Regions from separate parts of the Mus musculus genome. Here all the other regions are linked to region 2. Evidence: chromatin contacts called from public Hi-C, HiCAR-type, HiChIP or PLAC-seq and promoter capture Hi-C data. All regions are on one chromosome and are shown on one strand. Each heading gives the region's core, a stretch centred on a gene start, on an enhancer-like site or on the middle of the called end of the contact. The rest is flanking DNA. Distances are from core to core; before and after follow the strand shown.

Evidence for each region. Promoter capture Hi-C pulls out the DNA fragments that hold promoters and counts their contacts. A called contact is a pair of places that touch in the nucleus more often than the background predicts. HiCAR-type assays count read pairs that join an accessible place to other places. HiChIP or PLAC-seq counts read pairs in DNA pulled down with a chosen protein or histone mark.
Region 1: an H3K27ac HiChIP or PLAC-seq map of bone marrow-derived dendritic cells shows a contact between it and region 2, with 15 times the contacts expected there. The contact joins the enhancer-like site here to the promoter of Cox18 in region 2. A contact is called at or near these places in 2 of 39 promoter capture datasets (second pharyngeal arch cranial neural crest and stem cell-derived epiblast-like cells), 4 of 115 datasets of contacts at active chromatin or transcription factors (astrocytes, bone marrow-derived dendritic cells and embryonic stem cells) and 1 of 9 other capture datasets (adipose tissue).
Region 3: a contact with region 2 is called in a HiCAR-type map of astrocytes, with 6 times the contacts expected there. The contact joins the promoter of Grsf1 here to the promoter of Cox18 in region 2. A contact is called at or near these places in 5 of 39 promoter capture datasets (the C10 cell line, cranial neural crest, embryonic stem cells and 2 more), 5 of 115 datasets of contacts at active chromatin or transcription factors (astrocytes, embryonic forebrain, embryonic stem cells and 2 more) and 2 of 9 other capture datasets (adipose tissue and liver).
Region 4: a contact with region 2 is called in a promoter capture Hi-C map of pre-B cells. The contact joins the promoter of G3bp2 here to the promoter of Cox18 in region 2. A contact is called at or near these places in 7 of 39 promoter capture datasets (the C10 cell line, hematopoietic stem and progenitor cells, hippocampal neurons and 3 more), 1 of 115 datasets of contacts at active chromatin or transcription factors (embryonic stem cells) and 1 of 9 other capture datasets (adipose tissue).
Region 5: a contact with region 2 is called in a Hi-C map of muscle stem cells, with 8 times the contacts expected there. The contact joins the promoter of Rchy1 here to the promoter of Cox18 in region 2. A contact is called at or near these places in 8 of 39 promoter capture datasets (the 3T3-L1 cell line, the C10 cell line, hematopoietic stem and progenitor cells and 5 more), 3 of 484 Hi-C or Micro-C datasets (B cells, CD4 T cells and muscle stem cells), 3 of 115 datasets of contacts at active chromatin or transcription factors (astrocytes, large pre-B cells and neural progenitor cells) and 2 of 9 other capture datasets (adipose tissue and liver).
Region 6: a HiCAR-type map of astrocytes shows a contact between it and region 2, with 2.9 times the contacts expected there. The contact joins the promoter of Cdkl2 here to the promoter of Cox18 in region 2. A contact is called at or near these places in 6 of 39 promoter capture datasets (the 3T3-L1 cell line, the C10 cell line, embryonic stem cells and 3 more), 1 of 115 datasets of contacts at active chromatin or transcription factors (astrocytes) and 1 of 9 other capture datasets (adipose tissue).
Region 7: a promoter capture Hi-C map of pre-B cells shows a contact between it and region 2, with 5 times the contacts expected there. The contact joins the promoter of Utp3 here to the promoter of Cox18 in region 2. A contact is called at or near these places in 3 of 39 promoter capture datasets (embryonic stem cells, hippocampal neurons and pre-B cells), 4 of 484 Hi-C or Micro-C datasets (CD4 T cells, CD8 T cells, muscle stem cells and 1 more), 3 of 115 datasets of contacts at active chromatin or transcription factors (astrocytes, embryonic stem cells and thymic regulatory T cells) and 2 of 9 other capture datasets (adipose tissue and liver).

The regions. Positions count from the first base shown.
Region 1 is chr5:88,629,692-88,632,391 of GRCm38.p6, reverse strand. It overlaps Rufy3 (RUN and FYVE domain containing 3), which reads right to left. Exons shown (of 18, transcript NM_001289774.1): 8 at 1,786-1,855. Among named protein-coding and RNA genes, the nearest start is that of Grsf1, 45 kb to the left of the region's middle. Within about 2 kb of position 1,316, at least 77 of the 459 cell types and tissues checked have an H3K27ac peak or open chromatin away from gene starts, as enhancers often do. A contact at or near this core is called in adipose tissue, astrocytes and bone marrow-derived dendritic cells, where this site is marked.
Region 2 is chr5:90,222,697-90,225,396 of GRCm38.p6, reverse strand. Cox18 (cytochrome c oxidase assembly protein 18) reads left to right here and starts at 1,401. Exons shown (of 6, transcript NM_001033310.3): 1 at 1,401-1,781. The coding sequence starts at 1,458.
Region 3 is chr5:88,674,776-88,677,475 of GRCm38.p6, reverse strand. Grsf1 (G-rich RNA sequence binding factor 1) reads left to right here and starts at 1,305. Exons shown (of 10, transcript NM_178700.5): 1 at 1,305-1,718. The coding sequence starts at 1,365.
Region 4 is chr5:92,082,483-92,085,182 of GRCm38.p6, reverse strand. G3bp2 (GTPase activating protein (SH3 domain) binding protein 2) reads left to right here and starts at 1,439. Exons shown (of 11, transcript NM_001080795.2): 1 at 1,439-1,654. It overlaps Gm46933, which reads right to left. Exons shown (of 2, transcript XM_017321256.1): 2 at 1,018-2,311. The coding sequence ends at 1,610.
Region 5 is chr5:91,961,772-91,964,471 of GRCm38.p6, reverse strand. It overlaps Rchy1 (ring finger and CHY zinc finger domain containing 1), which reads left to right and starts at 1,404. Exons shown (of 9, transcript NM_026557.4): 1 at 1,404-1,842. The coding sequence starts at 1,753. It also overlaps the pseudogene Thap6.
Region 6 is chr5:92,041,625-92,044,324 of GRCm38.p6, reverse strand. It overlaps Cdkl2 (cyclin-dependent kinase-like 2 (CDC2-related kinase)), which reads left to right and starts at 1,283. Exons shown (of 14, transcript NM_016912.2): 1 at 1,283-1,526.
Region 7 is chr5:88,553,047-88,555,746 of GRCm38.p6, reverse strand. It overlaps Utp3 (UTP3 small subunit processome component), which reads right to left and starts at 1,285. Exons shown (of 1, transcript NM_023054.2): 1 at 1-1,285. The coding sequence starts at 1,133.

The sequences.
Region 1 (2,700 bases), core at 67-2,566, 1.6 Mb after region 2:
AAATAGAATAATTTATGATCTGCTAAGACATAATTTCCAGGCTTGACTATCCTTAGGACTCTATAGCTAAGGGAAGCTATCCATCACCCACTAAAATTTTCCCTATCATCCAGATATATGGTGCACACCTGTAACCCCAGCATTCTGAAGGCTGGGGCTACTAAGCTCTCTTTAGCTTCAGCTACAAAATGGGATTCTATCTCAGAAAAATAATTGTCCTAATGAGGAACATAGGAGAAATATCTCTCAAGTAGGTAAAATAAAAATAAAAACCACCCAATATTGCTTCTTTAAATGTGAATACATTGTTCTGAGTGTGTGCCCGTGTTGTGTGTGTGTCTTGTGTACACGGGCGCACAGGCCAAAGGTTCATACTGAGAGTCTTCCTTTAGGTCTCTCTCCCTTACTCTTGAGGCAAGGTCTCTCACTGAACCTGAAGCTAACATTTTGGCTTAGAATGGCTACCAGTGAGGCCCTAGGACTTGCCGTGTCCAGCCCCGAGGGCTCAGGCCACAAACACAGGCCACCATGCCTACCTTTTACCAGGTTCGGAGCATCCAAATTCAGGTCCTCATGCCTACACAGCAAGCACACCATGCACTCGGGGACCTTGCCTGCTCTGTGACCTTCTTCCTACACTTCAACACTACGAGTGTTTACTTCAAGGGCATTTCCATGGCTACCTTCTAAACACATCTAGGAAGAATGCTTCTAAAATGTTCAGAGTGAGGTCCTGTCTCAAAAACAAATGATCAGAAGACAGTGACACACTGCCTAAACAGGGGTTCATAAGGTATTACTTGCTGTCATGGGAGTTGTGTTATGAACCCTCCAAAAGATCTTTTACAGGTAATTCCAGCACTTAGGAAGCTAAGGCAGGGGTTTAAGTTTAAGGACAGAGTGGGCTAAACAAGACTATTTAAAAAAGATGCAAAATTAATATATTATCTATCTATCTATCCATCTATCTATGTTCTCAAGAAAAACTAATTAGCATGTTCCCAATTAGTGCACTGAATTTATTTAAACCAAGTTTATCTCACTGTACATAAATAGGCAATTAGAAACAGCAAATGAGCTTTGCAATCTGGATCACTGTACTTAGATCTTGATGGAAACATTCTATTAAACACAGGCTAAGCTACAGATTTCACCTCCTAAGCAGATTTCAAACGTGGGTTTCTCTTCTTGTTCTATGGACTTTCCTGAGAGCTTTCACATTTGTATTCTTTCCTAATCTCCAGAGTCATTGTAGGGCTGAAAGAGGAAGTCTGAGCACCCTCCTCTGCAGCCAGTGGGGGACCCGGGCTTTCTCAGAGGTCAAGTGAGCAAGTGAGTCAGGCGCACATGACAGTAAGTGGCTCATCTCAGAAGCAGGGCCACTGGGTCCTGGCCAGTGCTGCTGTGTCAGCCATATTCTAGAGCAAAGACTGGTCAGGCAGGGGTCAGAGCTGTGTTCCAGAGAAAGCTCTGTCTAAAGAGGTGGTGGTAAGGTGTCTTTGTCTAGTTGCACCACATCAACAGTGGCCTAAATGCTTACTGAATCCTGAGTATCATGCTGTATGTTAAATACTCCAGGCTGCTCACACAATTGCCTGGCAGCACAGCTATATAACTGCAGTGGGAAAATCAGGTCCTGAACACCCAGCCCGGACAAGCAGTTCTTTTCTATAGCAGTTCTCATCTGAAAAGTCAAACCCTTCATGTCCAAGGTGATAGGAGTGATCAGTCTCTTAAGTGTAAAATATTAACTTTTACAGGTCAAATAATTTCCAAAACACTTACTTCTTCTGTCAATTTAGTGTTGGATTTTTCTAACAGATCTACTTTTGTCTGAAGGTTGTTTACAGTTGCACTATTGAGAGAAGAAAACAAAATGTTAAGTTTCTTTTGAAAAACAGGAAAACGGCCTGCACTTGCCTTCCTAACCCCACCACACTTAGCAGTCTATATCAACTATCTAATAGTTTAAGTAGTACTTATTAATTAGAGTGGGTTTATGATTATTCATATATGCATACATACAACATGTTTTGATCATCTCTGGATTCTAATACTCTCTTTAATGCACCCAATTTCTGCCAGACTTGTTTGCTCTCAGACAGCATACAAAGAACTGTGCCCTTCGATGCTGTGTCCTCGGCATGGGAGGCTGTACTCAGTACTTGTTCTGTGAAATCACCGAGTGAGTGTGATATGATGCGTTCTAAGCTCTCCCTAGCGACCCGAGACATCACAGCCTATGCATACAGCAGTTACTCCTGCGGTGTCTCACTGCACTCTGTTGTTAACCTGTCTCAACAGCATTAGTCAGGTGTCTGTAACTCACATGGAGACAGACACAGAAAGGTAAGAAGAGTAGAGCTCGTACTGGAGTGTCAAATATCACCACAACTTAGCTTGGCTGATGTCGTCACAGAGTTTTACGGCCATGTTTACTTCTTGATTCCCCAGAGAAAATTGACTTAAAATTGTTCTTGAATTTGCTAGCTGGAACTAAGACTACTCAAAATTTACATTGATACTGTGAAAGGTTGCTAGGAATGAAGAAAGGAAATAAAAGGGTCCTTTGTCACCATCCTTTCTGTAGGTACCATCTGAAGTATGAATGTCAATATGCTAGCTTCCTCTGAGACGAAAGACATCAGTCATTATAGCATGGTAGAAAATCAAAAATAAATACATAAATAAAAAAATATA
Region 2 (2,700 bases), core at 152-2,651:
TAGTTCACATAACAATATATGGGTTTAGTTTTTAAATTTATTTCCATTACTTTGACATGAATGCAGGTGTGCAGTTTTATCAGAAGAGGTTGTCAGTTACCTGTAGCTGTAGAAAAAAATTGTTAAAGATTTTAATAACTGCTTGAAATTTTTGGTTTAGGGTTTGTGAACAATAGATCTACAAATAACAGGCTTATTTATTACACATAATAAATTTACCTACTTTCCCAGTGTTGAGAATTAATTCTAGGTTCTCATGTATGGTAAGTTGGGACTTGGGGGAGTTGTTTTTAAGTAACTTCTCTGGCTTAAGGCCATCTTGGAAGGGCCTACTGGATATTAACAGTTTTATGGAAATACGGTGGTTTCTTAAACTAGCAAGAGATAAGTGAGCTGTTTTTAAAAGGGATTATGCTATGGGAACTAAAGGCAGGTTACCCAAGTTTCAGAAAATACGCTATCTGACAGCTTTGGTAGGTGTTCAATAAAGTAGAGGACAGTGTCCACAGTTTGGCTTTACCAAACATGGGAGAGGTTTCTAAAAACTCAATTCACTTTGGCCTACCCTAGGAGTGGGCACTTCGTTGTTCCATTTATTTTCTGTTGACAGGAACACGAATGTGAAAAACACACAGTTGTTAAAAGCCCTGTGCATTCCATTTAACCGTTGAAGCAAAATTGTGCTGTTGATGGAATTCATTTTGTAAAATGAAAAATAGTATTTTTCCCTGCTCCTTATTATGATGGTGATTCTTCTTCTTATTTATTTATTTCGTTTTTTTCTTTTCTTTTTTTTTTTTTGGTTTTTCGAGACAGGGTTTCTCTTTATAGCCCTGGCTGTCCTGGAACTCACTCAGTAGACCAGGCTGGCCTCGAACTCAGAAATTCGCCTGCCTCTGCCTCCCAAGTGCTGGGATTAAAGGCGTGCGCCACCACTCGGCATTTCTGCATTCTGTTTATAAAGGAATACAGAATGCTAACCGGAACAGATAAAGACATTTAGGTCTTATTATAAAGTAGAGCTGCCTAGGGGGATAAAGGACGCAGACTTAACACTGACCGAGCCAGAAACACTATTCCCAAAGTAGGTGTTTCAGCAGTGCGTAGAGAAAACGGAGATAGATGCTGCGCGCCTTGGGCGGAAACAGCCGAGTCACAAAAAGTACTCAAGCCACAATTTCCTTGAGTGGAAACTGAAACTCAACAGCAAGGCAGTTTGCTCGCCCCGCCTACCCCTGCAGTTCCGGTTCCCGCTCTGAACTCCACCCCAGCAAGGAAAGGAGTTAAGAGAGCCTCAAGCGGCTCATTGCCGCGTGGGAAAGGCGGAGTCTTACGTCATCTCTAGCGCGACACTGGACAGGGCTTTCGGCTGGGAAGGTCAGGCGTGGCCTCGGGTTCGCGCATGCGCGCAACCTCCTGGTGCTAGTGCTCTAGTTGGCCGCCCGCTCCGTGTAACCATGCTGTGCCGGTCGTGTGCCGGGTGGCTCAGGTCGCTGCCCACCCTGCGGCTCCCGGCACCGGGATCACCGCCCGCCTGGAGCAGCGCGCGGCTCCCAGCCCTTCCGGTATGGGCAGCCGCTTCGGTGTCTGCGGCCTCTCCAGGTGGCTGGTATGAGGCCCTGGCAGCGTCGGCGCCGGTGCGCACCGCGGAGGAAGTGCTGCTGGGCGCGCAGGAGGCTACCGGCCTCCCCTGGTGGAGCAACATCATACTCAGCACCGTTGCCCTGCGCGGTGCTGTCACTCTGCCCCTGGCCGCCTATCAGCACTACATCCTGGCTAAGGTGAGGGGCGTCGGTCCCCGTGCTGCCTGCCTGCTAGTGTTAACATGGAGGCTAAAATAATTTAGTTAGCATTGCATGTTAAATGATGGTTGGTGACTCGAGTACCTTCCAGTTCACCCGACCTACCAAGTATTTATTCGAAATACAAGTGCCTCCCAAATGTTCGGTTGAGACCAATATTCAGAAGAAATGGCACGGAGGAACCTGAAACATTAGGGTCATAAACATTTTAAGAGTCTGCAGCATCATTTGTCACTATTGATACTGCTCTTTATTACTAGAAAGGTATCACTAAGTTAGCAGTTTCCAGACATGAATTCTTCCTCTGGGCCTACCACCTACTACCCTGTATCTGATGGATTGAAACTTCGAGTTGGCTTTTTAGGAACTCTGTTCAGTGGAATTGGTATAACGTTACCTCCCCCATGGCTGTGCCTGGGGGTGGGGGTGGGGTAAGTCAAGATTTTAATTTGAGTCACAGAGGATTGCCAGGAAGGGAGCAGCAGCATTGAGCCAGGAAGCATTCACAGTGAGGTGTTAACACTGGAATGCTGTTTTCTCTCTCCTGGGAAATGTAGGGATGGAACAGTAAGAACCAGGATGCAGTTTTCATTTACTCGAAATCCTATGGAGGAGGTGCTGTTAGATATGCTACATACTGGGAATCAGGATTTCAGGTTATGCACAGCCAGAAACAGAAAACATCAGGTACCCATAACCAAGAAGTTGCAGTTGGTTTAACTCAGTATGGTTGCCAAGATCACGCAGATAGATGTACAGGCAAGGAATTTAAATCTGGGGTCAAAGATACTTTAAGCAAACTAATATCTAATAGAGTTTTCTTAAATGTTTTCGATTACAAGTGTGATCAGTAAACAACATTTGTATATGGTCTAGGGAACAGAGACTAGAACTGTGA
Region 3 (2,700 bases), core at 56-2,555, 1.5 Mb after region 2:
AAGAACCTCTTCTACACATCTCGGGTATAAAAGGAACAAGCCGGTCAGGTTTTCTATTCTTTCCTTCTTGGACAGAAATATGTTTTCATTTGTGAAATACCTGGTTTTCTTAAATCTAAAAGGAGTCCAGAGTAAACAAGCCAAAGTTTAAGCCCAACCATCTTAAATGTCTCAAAGGTAACTTATCAGAACGTAACCTTTCAAAAGTCTGTACTGGGGCTGGAGAGATGGCTTATGGGTCTAGAGTGCTGGCTGCTCTTTCAGAGGACCCAGGTTCAACTCCCACCACCTGCATGATGGCTCACTGCTGTCTCTAACTCCAGGGCCAGGGGATCCGATGCCCTTGTCTGGTCTCCGTGGCCACACCCATATATTAATACATTAAACTAATAATAAAAAAGTCCGTATTGTTTTAAGATGAATACCATAGGATGACTGCCATTACATAGTTAACTTAAAAAAAAAAGTTTTAGAGCTGGCACTGGGATAAAGGTGAAACAGTGGAAAATGTAGGCGGTTTCTTTACTTCTGGAAGTTGAACAAGAATTGAATTTCAAAAACTTTGAAATATGTTAAGATTTTCCACGATAGAGAGCCCTATATTGGTCTCCTCACCCCCACGAGGAGGTTGGGGTGATCTAAGCGATTACCCTGCCACGGAACTACACTACCCAGTCACAGAGATGCCTCCTAACCCCACCCCCGCCACAACCAATCAGCCTCTCCTTCATATTTTTACTCTAAGAACTCCCATTTGTCTTTAGTTTTTTATTTTTATTTTTTTACCTTTGACAGGTCCTTGCCACATAGGAGAAAACTGCACAACCACTCATGTATTTATTTGCAAATCTCTACACCTTCACTTGTGACTATATTGTCTAAGGAAGGCTTTATTTTATATAATATATGATAAATATTATATACATATCTCACATATACTATAAAATCAGTGCTTCCGTTCAAAACAAAGTTGGCCTTCTGCACGAATTTTGAGGTTGGGGTATCAACGCCCCCTCAGCGTCGTCCCAAAACGTTTTAGAGCTAGGTAACCCATTCCTTCCGGAAACTTCGCCGGGCCTCGGTGACCCGCAGACCTCAGCTCTAACCTGAGCAGGAGAGCCTGGGACAACTTCCACTCTGGAGGCGCTCAGGTCACCCCACCCACACCCTTACCGGCGGGAAAGCCCCGCCCCGAGGGCGGAGCCTGGGCGGGGCCGCTCGCTCACCTCCGCCTCCGAGCCTCGTCTCAGCCCCGGGTGCGCGCGGCGCATGTGCCCGGTGCCCCCTCCCCCGCCCTGGATTCCACTTCCCCTCCGCTCGCGCCACAGCGGCCACCTCCAGGCCCCGCGCCGCCTCCGGAGCCGATGGCCGGGACGCGCTGGGTGCTAGGCGCGTTGCTCCGGGGCTGCGGCTGCAACTGCAGCAGCTGCCGGCGGACCGGCGCCGCCTGCCTGCCTTTCTACTCCGCCGCCGGCACCTTCCCGTCGGGCGTCTCTGGCCGCCGCCGCCTGCTGCTACTCCTCGGGGCCGCCGCGGCCGCCGCTTCGCAGACGCGGGGCCTGCAGCTCGGGCCTGCGGCCGCCGGGAGGCTGGCGGGTCCCATCCCTGCCCGTCCCTCCGCCGCCGCGGCCGCCGCCGCGTCCTACTCGGCCCTGCGCGCCCCGCTGTTTCCGCGATCGCTGGCAGCCGCCGCGGGCCCGGCGCGGGGTTACAGTCAGGTACGTGGCGCCGCGCGCGGGACCCTCGGCGGCCGCGCGCCCGCGTCGGTCTGTCCGCGAGCGCCCCGCGTGCGCGCCCGGGGATCCGCGGCACGCACCGCACCCCCGCCTCCCTCCCGCTCCGTCCTCCTATTGGGCACGGGAACAAGGGACGCTCTCACGGCCCCGGCTCTTCTTGTTTTGTTCCCTCCGAGTCTGGGCGGTTGGGCAGTGTAAGTGTGGCTGGGGTGAATGTAGAGGCCTTGTTTCCCGCCGGGCCCATGGTAGGTTTTGGGGGCGCCGCCGACGCCCCCCACCCCGACTCCCCCCTAGCCTTATGCCCGCTGGAGGTGAAGCTGAGCGGCCAGAGCCCGCGGAGGGTCGGGGCCGGCCGTGCGTGCGGTGGGAGCGGTAGGCCGGGCGGCTCGGGCCTCCTCGGCCGGCCACCGACGCGCAGCCCCGCGCGCACGGGAGCGTGGGCTAGCCTGGGACAGCCCCCGCGCGTCCCTCTCCCTTGTCCGCGGGGAGAGGCGGGCGGTCCACCTGACTGAAGGTCACCTCTGCAAGTCCACTCGCCTTGACAGAAGGACCTTTGGTGCAGCGGGGCTCTGCGGACGCGGAGAGCTGTGGGGAGACCGTGGGAAACTGGGAGAGAACGTGTGTGTGTGGGGCGGGGGCGTCCGTGGGTGAGGACTTGGGGGCTTCGGTTGTCACTCCACGATCTTTTCCCTTGTTTCCCGTCTTTTCAGAAAGACATTGTAAGAATTCATATTGCAAATATTTGGTCCTCTGTATATGTGGGACATTTCTCTTTTGCGGTTTATGTGGCATCTGGGAAGTGTCTACCTAACCTGGTAACGCCACTGGCCATGTTTATCTTAATTTAGTTTTGCGTCTGCTTGAATTAGTGATATCTGGGTGGTTCATCTGCATGGCTGATGTCTGCCAGTAGCTGAGCTAATTGATTTGAATCCCGGCCCAATACTTTCTGCTGCACTATTTA
Region 4 (2,700 bases), core at 190-2,689, 1.9 Mb before region 2:
TTGTTTGAGTATTATCGAGAGAGTCTCCTTATGTACCCCTGGCTGACTTAGAATCTGCTTCGTAGACCAGGTCAGCCTAGACCTTGTGATCTTCCTGCCTCTGCTTCCCAGGTGCTGGGATTAGAGGTATGTAGCCCCGAGCCTGGCTGAGATGAGTAATACGAGCGTGTCCTTAGGGTAAACCGTCTCGTAAGTCTCACTTTCCTCATCTGTAAAGTGTGCATTCAAATAGGTAATTACGTAAGTGGGTTTTTGTGAGACATAAGTGACTTTTATAAAATACCAGTAGCGTATCTGGTCTATAAACACTGTACTTAAAAGGTAATCTGCAGAAGTAATGCATTAAGAAAAACCATCTCAGAGTCATTTAATAAATGATGGTCTGCCTATATATTTTGCATATAAAAATTATTAAGCAATCCAAAATAATGCCAGTGTAGATTTTGGAGGCTCAAGTACCAATCAGCATTGCCTTTTGTGAACCTTTTTTTTTTCTTCTTCTAGGAAATCTCTACTGTGAGGGAAAACTGAGGATGTATTTAATCCTGCATTTTGCTTGATTAAAATGTGTTCTATTCCTCTCAATTGCCCTTCCGTTCCTTTCACCGTTTCATAGCTTCATTCCCAGTTTCTTCTGCTATCTTGAAATTGAAAACATTGCTATTAGTGGCAAAGTAACATTTGGTCTACAAAGGCTTTTTTTTCCCCATGAATCAAGGTTCATGAAGCAGTGTTGTTTCCATAACTAAGTCCCAGTGGCATAGATTTATAAGTGGCTTTTTTTTTCTTTTTTAAATTTTAAGCCTTTCAGCCTTTGTTCCAGTAAGTTCCATTTAAGGATGAAGCCACCAAGGCCATACAAAAGCCCCAAGCCCATACAGCCTATGTCATACTTTCCCCATACTCCATAGCTCGGCACCCTTATTTAAAACTAGCTGTTTGACATTGATGAGAAAGACTTTTAAACCTCCATTTCCTAAAACAGGCTAATTAAGCAATACAGGTGAGCTCACTGTGCAGAGTTCAAAACTGCATTTTAATGCTCCGATAACGCAGCAACCAGGACCATTACTAAATTTGCTCCCTCTTATCACGAATAAAGGCTCCAGGAATAACCGTTTGTAAAAGCCACTGGTTAGCGGCGAGCCATCTTTTTTGTTCGCGCCACCTGAGAGGACAGGGAGGCTTCAGCATCACTGCAAGAGAAAGGCAGCTTCCTTGTGACGTCAAATCAGCGGGCTCTCGCCCCGACTTTAGGCCGGTTCCGGTTCCCTGGCTTTCCGGACGCCCGAGCGAGCGAGCGAGCGAGCGCGGCGCCGTTCTGCGCGTGCTCCGCAGTGGGACGCGAGAAGGTTGGGTCTAGCTCTCCAAACTGATGCCTGATTGGCTGGCGCTGTGCTGGGGGGTTCCCTAGCCCTTTCCGCAGGGGTAAAACAATAAGAGGGGGCGGCGGCAAAGGGGGCGGGACGTCCGTGTTCTTGGAGCTCGTTGCAGCTCTAGGCTCTCGGGAAGAGGTGGCTGTGAGGGGCCCCGAGCTCGCGGCTCTCCGGATTCCGAAGCCTCGGGTTGCTTCGAGGGAGGAGAATCTGCTGCGGCCGATCCCGCGACACTACTGACCTCCGCGCGACGTGCCCGCCGCCGCTGTTGGTTGGAGGTGTGTACGGGGGCCGAGAGGGGCGGTCGGTGTGGTGGTCGGCAGGGGACATTTCCCTCCGCTCCGCGGCTCGCGGCAACCGTCCGGTGTGTGCGCTTGGTGTCGGGGTTGGTGCGGCGGAAACATTGTTCTCGCCGGCTGCCTACGCCAGCAAGAGTGCGTGCGTGCGTGCAGAGCCGAGCCTTTCCTGCAAGGTGAGCGGAAGGCTGCGTGGGGAGGAGGATGACCTGCGCGCGTGGTGCAGAGGAGGGCACAGGTGGGGCTGGGGATTGCTAGGATGAAGCAGCCCGGGGGTACCCTGTCCGCCGCCAGCTCCCAGAGCGCGCCAACGGGCGCCAAGCCGCGAAGCGGGGCAGTGGGCTCCTGCAGAGGCGGTTTCAGGGTAGGAAGCCCACCCGCCTGGTTCCTCCGCTCGCCGGCGGCCCTAGTTCCCGGTCGTCGCCCCGCCCGTGGGGGAGGGGAAGGAGGCCGTGTCGGCGGAGGCAGAAGCAACGCAGATGCGAAAGTAGCGGCCTCCGGGCACCATTTCTGTGCCCGGAAACTGAATCCGGGGTTGAAGGTGGCCGCCGCTCCACTTGCCGGGTGCTCGGCGTTTCCCCCCGCCCTCCCCGGATTATCCCGAACGTGTTCGGATACTGGGACTGTAACGTGCGTCTCCTACGTCCTTTTTCTGCAGACAATCTCTCCTGTTACCCAGGAATAAAAAGGACGTTTCAGTGCTTTGGGAATGGGCTTTTCTCCCCCTGCTATTCTTTGGGGTAGGACAAGGGGAGAAGAACGTAAGTTTCCCTAAATGGTGTGGATTTCGTTAGTGGAGTCTGATTGAGGTTTTCCTGCGTCTCTAAGGGCAGATTTATTTAGGTACCCCTGTGGTGCTTTGGGGGGGGGGGGGGGCTGTAGGGTCGTGTTCACAATTTCTACTCCCAAGATATAACTAGTTTTAAACCAAAGCACAAAAAACATTGAGGAGATGCCTTTTGCTTCTTAAAAACAAAACACGTGCAGCAAATCTGAATCAAGGAAAATTGCCCCCTTCTCTCCGGGTG
Region 5 (2,700 bases), core at 155-2,654, 1.7 Mb before region 2:
GAACAGCTGGCACGTCTACGGTTCTGGAGCTACAATTACTTTGACATATACAGGAGGCAATAATCAGACTTCTCAACATTTCTAAGCTAGTTCAATATTGTTTTGGGACATGGTAGCACATAGGTTCTTTTTATTTCCCTGCCTAGTAAAGTAACTAGATCTTTCCCTAGTAATAACAGTGCTTCACAAAAGCTGCGAACATCCTAAGTATGCTTATTAAATCCTATTAGACCCTTCCTAGGGTGTCACAGGAATGGCTAAACACTAAATTAGAATCCTCAAACTCACACAGCTAAATAATCCTTGATCTGAACATGTAGTTTACAGTGAACCACTCCACCTCATCTATTTCTAAAAAGAAGGTATGGGTATTTGAACAGAGCCCTCAGTTAGATGATGATCGACATATGAACAGTAGAGACCGTAACACAGTTAGAATGCAAACATTAGCAAAGACGAGCCTGACAATTTGTGCGTGGGGGTATTTTATTTTTGGTGGGGGTGCTATCTGGTCTTTCATTCCTTGGCACTTGAAACTTGCACATTATAAAGGGACCATTGTCAGTTCAAATTTAACAAGGTTATTTTAAAAAGACTGGGAACAAAAGCTTGTAACTGCAGACTCTGGTAGAATCATTTTTAGTAAAAAGTTAAAAGTATCTGGCTTGAGTACAGCAAAGTCTTACACATGAAATGTCAGTCCTTTTAACTTGGAATTTGGTAAACAGCGAGAGGCACATCCAATGGCCGAGCAACCTTTCACCATGTTTTTAGCAACTCCTAACACAACTGGAAGAGAATTAAAACGAGTTAGTAACTCCAGGGCTAAGCTAAAGGCATCTCCTCCCGGACAATTGCCTCCCTTCTCCCAGATCCCAACACCTGAAGTTTTGCTGATAAAATGCTCTAAGTCTTGGTATTTTGTAAGAGTGGACATAAAGTTATGCACCTTGAGGTCTGAGATTCAAACTCTGCAGGCTTCTTTATTTCTCTCATGTTCTTACGGGCCAGATTTTTCTCTCCCACAGGTCTGGTACACACTAACTCCTGCTGGCGTACTGTTTGCCATTCAACTTTCAGCTCGAGCGTCTCCTTCCCCAGGGACACCACACAGGACTGTCCTTCCAGTGTGGAAGTTGTGACCTCATCTAATGCCGTGGCGTTCTCCCCCTCCCCATTTGTGAGTTCCACGGGGGCGTGGCGTGGCTACTTGTTTTTCACTTTGCGTTCTTAAGTCCTGGGTGGGTGACAGCACAATATTTTCTAAAGGGGGCGCAGGGAAAAAAGGAGACCGGGACAGCCGCCGGCACTCGGACCTGCGCGCGCAGCCGCCGAGCCCCGCCCCCTTTCGGAGCAGCCGCGGGAGGGGCCGCTCCTCACCGGCGCCGGCGGCTCGCAGCAGCGCCCGCCAGACGACGCAGCGGTCCCCTTCGCCCGCAATCAGGGCTGGCAGCGATGCCGGGGCGGGGAAAAAGAGCCAACCTAAGACTTACTACCATTAGCAGTGACGACAGCGACTAACGTGGACGACGGACTAAGCGTCTCACTTGGCTTCCACCCCTTACACCAGGGACCGGAAATCCGGATGCTGCAGATCACGTGATTGGACCCCCCCTTCCTGACTCTGGTGGCCGCTGCTCCGAGGAGGAGCGGGTGTCCGACCGACTCTGCTTCCTTAAGGCGTGGCTTCCAAGCTGGGGGAAAGGTTCAGTGGCTGGTGAGGGGGAGGTGGTGGAGGAGGAGGAGGAGGAGATGGCGGCGACGGCGCGGGAAGATGGCGTCCGCAACCTGGCGCAGGGGCCGCGGGGCTGCGAGCACTATGACAGAGCTTGTCTCCTCAAGGTGACGACTTTAGAGGGTACCTCCTCGATGAGCTGCGGTCGGGTCTGGCAAGGGCAGGTTGGGCAGAAGCTTCAGACCGAGCTGCTTGTCAGGATACCTGCCATCTGGAGTTGGGCTCTCCTTGCAGGAAACGTTTTGGCAAGGCGAGCAGGAGCTCTGTACTCGATCGCCGCTGCAAGCCAAGTTCTTGTTTGTAAAGACTTGGCCCTTGCTTAAATTCACCTCCCTTGTGGGTTTATCCGTCATTTGCGGTTGACAGTAGAATGAGGAAGTGAAAGGGCCTTGGCATTTCTGTCAAGTGCGTATGATGCAGTGATGAAAGCATAAGCAAGGGAAGAATCAGAATATAATTTCTGTACGTGTAGGAAGTTTATAGTATGGCTTGTCAGCTTCATTTTTTTGTCTAGGAATATGCCCAGACCTGTCCAGGAGAAAATGTCTGTGTGAAGTGAGAGTTGGGTGATTGCCATTAAGTTGGATATTGGAGGAGTGCCTAATACATATATGCTGTCATTTTTCCTGCTTGAGACGTTCTAGTCATCTAGAGTTTTTAAAAATGACTCTCACACAGTTAAGACTTACCTGATTTTTTTTTTTAAGAAGCAGTTTTAATATTTTGTTGAGAAAGCCTGAGATTTGAGCTGGGGTTATAACTCAGCCTTAGAATTGAGTTTATAATGCTGAAGGCCTTGGCTTCAGTCTTCAGAAGTCGCCTCCCACTGAGAAGAAACTTTGACTCTTGGAATCCTATAGCTTTCCCTTCATAGTTTAGATTGTCCTTAACTTGCTGTGTAATTTGGAGCAAGCTACTTTTTAAAGAGCTTGCATATAAAATATACAAGTTTGGAAGCTGGTCTT
Region 6 (2,700 bases), core at 34-2,533, 1.8 Mb before region 2:
GCAGTCCAAGCAAGCATGCCATCACTGAACTACCCTATTTCCCAAAGGAACTTGTACTTCTTGACTACCCTCTAGTTCCTTTACAGTTATTTCCAACTTTTAAATATTTTCTCAAGCAACACCTGTTCACCATTTTTATAGCCTTTGTCCTTTCAGTTCCCATGTATACCACTAATTTTGCTACTCAACTGTTTATTTTTTGTAAAACTGGAAAAAAGTAAAATATGAGGTTCCCACCCTAATAAACCTGTTTGTACATAAAAGTTCACATGAATGTCTAGAGAGATGGCTCAGTGGCCAAGCACACCTGTCACTCTTCCTGAGGACCCACGGCAATCAGAAACCAACTGTAACTCCAGTTCCAGGGGGTCTTGACGCCCTCTTTTACCTCTGTGGGCACCAAGCACGCTCACAGTGCACAGACATACAAGCAGGCAGAACACTCATAAATATTTTTCTATTTAAACCTCATGGGGTTTGTTACAATCTAGAGTAAAGCGATGGGAATTATCTTCAAGTTGGTCACAGCTCATTGCTACATTATAACTCACATCTTGGGTTATCCAAAAACAACCCCCCCCCAAAAAAACAAAACAAAACAAAACAAAACAAAAAAACCAAAAACCCATACCCTGTTTCCAGAGGTGGTTCTCAAAATTGTAGGTTCGGGAACTCGATTTTAAGCAGTTTGGTGAATGATGGTAACTGAGCACCGGGAGATTAATGCAGTACCGAACTAAGAAAAATTATAAAACAATTGCTCTTACACCTTACTATGCAAGAATAACCCCTGGGTGCTGGCTAGGCATATACGTGTCTGTTATCAAGGATACTTTCCTGGATCGAGCTATTAAAAAAAAAAACATATTTAGTTGAGTACAAATTGTGTGGCTATAGGTGAATACAAGTAAAACTATTTGGCCTTACAATCTCAGTCCCTTAATAAGGAGGGATAAAGCATTTCCCGGCTTCTCGTACGACGTCAGCATATGCTTGGTAATGGTCTTCCGATCTTGCCCTGTCGTGGCTAATCTAGTCTTCAAGCTGAAGGCAAGCTTTAAGCTCCAGCTTGCGCCGCTTGCAGTCAGCACCTACCTTTCTTGCTTTCTGGTCCTCTCTGGGCTCCACCCCAAATCTTTCCCTACCAGGCTGGCGTCCCAGGGTCCTTTTTCCTGTCAGGTCTGTCAACAGATCTCATCCCACCAATTTCGGCTAAATAAACTACTAGGCTCTTCCGGTCCACCGCCCGGAACCGAAAGGAAGCGAGGAATCGCGGCTGGGCGGAACCTCCCCGGGTGGGGCCCGCGCCCCGCAGCGCCCCGCCGCGCCGCGGGCGGGCAAGCTGGGAAATCTCATGGTCTCCTCAGTCCCAGCGAACCGTCACCTTGGCTCTCCTCGTGGCCACTGGGGCAACCTGCGGTCCCCTGAGAGCAGAGGTCTCCTGGCGCCGGCAGAAAGGTCCCTACAAACTTAAGACCGTAGGTGTGGGGACGAGGCCGTCAGCTGAGCGAACCTGCGAGCTCCAGGTGAAGGGGCGGGGCGGGGTGGCACAGAGCCAATCACAACGCCTGACGACAGGCCTCAGCCAATCAGGATCAGGGAGGCTCCGCCGTAGGCGGGGCGGGACCAGGCGGGTGAGAGCCGCCCCTTGCAGCTAGGGTGGCCAACGCCTTCGCCTAGGGCTACTTGGCGAGGTGCTGCTTCCCTGAGCTGAGCGACCCGAGGGCTTTCGGCCGGCGGTGCTCTGTTTTCCTCAGTTCGTTTCTCTGCAGCTGTTGTCCTTGACAGGTGCTTGTGTCTTTGCCTGTCGCAGACGCATTCTGACTCGGGCCCTTTCTCTCTCTCTGGAGACTGCCTATGGCTGGGGACCGAGTGAGGTCGTTGCCTTGACGACGGCAGCATGCGGCCCGTAGTCCTCGGAAGTGTGAGCTTGCGGAGGGCAGAAGCCAATCTGCCTCCCTGCCTGCTTCACCTAGGACCGGTAATTGCGTCCGCAGAGGAAATCCCAATACTGGGATTGCTAGTGTGCTAGCTAGTCAGCATCTTTTTAGATCTGCTAGCGAGATGCATATCACCTTAAATTTGTTTCCAAGTTGAAAACCTTTGGCTCTTTCCATGTGAAGGGTTTGGAAGAAATAGTAAGTATAATACTTTGTAAAAACCCAGTTATTTCGTTCTTTTATGTATAAGAAATTTCAGTTTGATTTTAACCAAAGAACATTGGTAGTATTTGAACAGTATGCTTGTATGGCACATATCCTAAATTATTATAGTGCCATCGCACCAGACTTCTTTTTTGTATGCCACGTGCTACCCATAGATTTAAGAGTGAGAAGGCAAGAAACTGATGGGTTATAAGTTACTGAGGAAACAAGGCATATTTTAGGCCATGATATTCTTAAGGTATTTTAGACAGTCCCACTTGAACAAGTAGGTGTGCTCTATGTAGTGTGTCTACATGGTTGGGAAAATAAATTTGGATTAGTTCACTTGTATAATACTAGGTTATAATATGTTTCAGAACCTTTTAGACATGATTAAGGTCATTTTTATTTGGTTCATTTTGCATCTTTAAATATCTAGGATGCCAATTACAATATGTTTAAAAACGATCTAGGCTATAGATTCCAGCTATTTGTATTATTTTCACTAGCCTAAAGCTTACTCCTTTACAATATATACTTAAGGGAAGGTTAAAAA
Region 7 (2,700 bases), core at 36-2,535, 1.7 Mb after region 2:
AACTCTTGCCTGTCTTCCATTTCCTTATAGTACTTGAGAGCAGCCCCATCAAAATCAGGCTCATCAGTCAGGGCAACAGCAGCAGCCTGCTTTACAGACTTGGGCTTGGTTTTGGTTAATTTTGCTTTTGGAGTCATTTCTTTCTTTACAGCACCATCCTTGGCTGTGAGGAGGTGACGGATTTCAGAGGACAGTTTCTGATCCACAACCGACAGCTTGTTGATCAGATTTCTGTAGGTAACAAGCCTTTCTATAACAGGATGTCCATGTGCAGGGACTCTCCGGGCTTTTAAGATCAAATAAAAGCTAATGTTGGCGCAATAGTTCAAGTAGAGATTATACTTAGTCTTCAGGTATTCGCTTCCTCTTCCAGTTGGAATGACCCCTTTCTCCACCAACTGTAACAAGGGTTCTAACTCATCCTTCACCTCTGTCAACTTGGCTTGGAGGTCTTCTATGAGCTCTAAGAGCTCTGGTGATTCTTTCTTCAACATTTTCAGCTTCTCTTTTACCGAGACTTTAGCCAAATCCTTCACAACCCTTGTCTCAGCTTCGTCTACCTGGGGCACCGGCTTTGCAAAGGCCTCCACCCAAGCGACTCCAAAATCATCCTCTTGCAGGGCTTGGGCCAAGCGCCGCTGAATTATCTGTGCCTCCTCCTCTTCTTCTCTTTCCTCCTCTTCTACTTCTTGCTGACTCTGACGGCCTCGGGATTTGGAACCATAGTCCGTATCGTAATAAAGCTTTTTTCTCTGACCCCAGGACAAGCTAGGGTCCACAGAGGCCTCAGCCTCACTCTGCACGGAGCTTCCGCCGTCATCATCCTCTCCAACCTCCTCCTCCTCCGAACTCTCTCCATCTTCGTCATCTCCATCATCAATATCTAGAGGTAGCACCTCTTCCTCCTCATCGCCATCCTCCTCCCCACTCTCGACTTCGTTCCAGCCCTTGGCCAGGACTGCCCGAGATCGCGCTTCATGGAACTCATCTACCTGGTCTTGGTAGTAGCTGGAGTCCCCTGGAGAGGGCGGCAACCCCAAGTCGTCCTCATTTTCGTCCGTGGCGGTGAGACCTGCCTGGGCCCGCACGGCGGCCCACTGAGCCGCTCCACGCCGCCGTGATTTCTTCACCATGGCTCACCAGCGGTCCCGGGTTCCCAAGCGACGCCGCGATTTCCGCCACTTCTGACCTCCGCCCAGAATGATGCCGGCAAGCGGAGGCTTTCAGCACCAGCACGCTCCGCGAACCCAAGTCGGTGACCACCGGAGCAGAGAGTCTGGGAAAGGCCTGTTTCCTTCCGCTCCCAGGGTGCTCTCCGCGCAGCGCGCGCGCCTAAACTTCCGCTCCCCCCCCCCCCCCCAGCGTAATCCCGCCGCCGTGTCTTTTTAAAAACCAGTCGGTTCCGGCGAATGAAAACTTCCGGGTAGGAACGCTAGGCCAAGGATATTTCCGTTCCGCGGATCCTTTTGTGGCTACTTCCGAGCTCTCTCTCTCTCTGGTGACTTCCGGCGTGAAGCCGGAATCCCGCCAGGGACGCCGCGAGACAGCCCGCGGCCGACAGAGGGCGCGGGGCATCTACGTTCCCACGCGTCGGCAGGGCGCCCACTGGGCCACGCTAGATAGTTGCCCAGCTCACGGTTTCGTGTTCTCCGTTTGCCAGAGTGGAAGTTAGTCAGGGTTTTGTTTGTGTTTTGTTTAGTTTTGTTTTTTGTCTGTCTTGACTTCTGAAGCCGGGACTCGCCATGTTGTCAGCCTCAGCCTCCCGGATTGGTGCTTTTCTCTGTTTTTGCCTGGGAGTTGCTACCGTAGGCGCCGCGTTTCCGGGCCCCGCGCGGCGAGTCTCTGCTTTTAGGCGACCCGAGAGAGGACTTCGGGGTTTTTTGGGGACGATGTAACCGGGAAGAGTAAAAGACGCGCGGTGTCCTTCTACTGGAATAGCTTCGCTTTTCTAGACGTTCTGGAAAACTGTGAGGCTGTCAGCCGCGGACAGCCTCCTATGTATAGAATTGGGTTGCAACATTTAATGATTATTCATTGTTGTGTTCTTCAACATTGATCAAGCACCAAACTTCCGTGGCAGCGTTTTAGGCAGAGATGGGGGGGGGGAGGGGAGGGGAGAATAAAGGAAGGAAATGAGCAAAATAGATTTAACAAGGGAGGGAGGGGAGAGGAGAGAGGAGAATGAAGGAAGGAAATGAGCAAAATAGATTTAACAAGGGAGGGGAGGAGAAGAGAAAGAAGAGGGAGAGGGGAGAGAGGGAGAAGGGGAGAAGAAGTGGGGAGGAGGAAAGAGGAGGGAAGAGGAAGAAGAGGAAAAGGAAAAGAGATAAAGGCCAAAATAGGAGACCTTGTGGTTTAGGAGGGCGCACGGGTACACCAAACAGAAAACTCAGTCAAATGGGAGAAGTGACATATGGGTCTAAGAGAATCGAACTGGTGTCAAGCTTAGTAGACAGGGCTACCACCTAAGCTATCTCAAATGTATGACCTTTTATGTCAGCTTCCTTATTTAAAAGGATATACAAAGTCGTGATTATGCATACCACATGGGGTCTTGTCTTTTTTTTCTTTTTTTTTTTTTTCCATTTTTTATTAGGTATTTAGCTCATTTACATTTCCAATGCTATACCAAAAGTCCCCCTTACCCACCCACCCCCACTCCCCTACCCACCCACTCCCCCCCTTTGGCCCTGGCGTTCC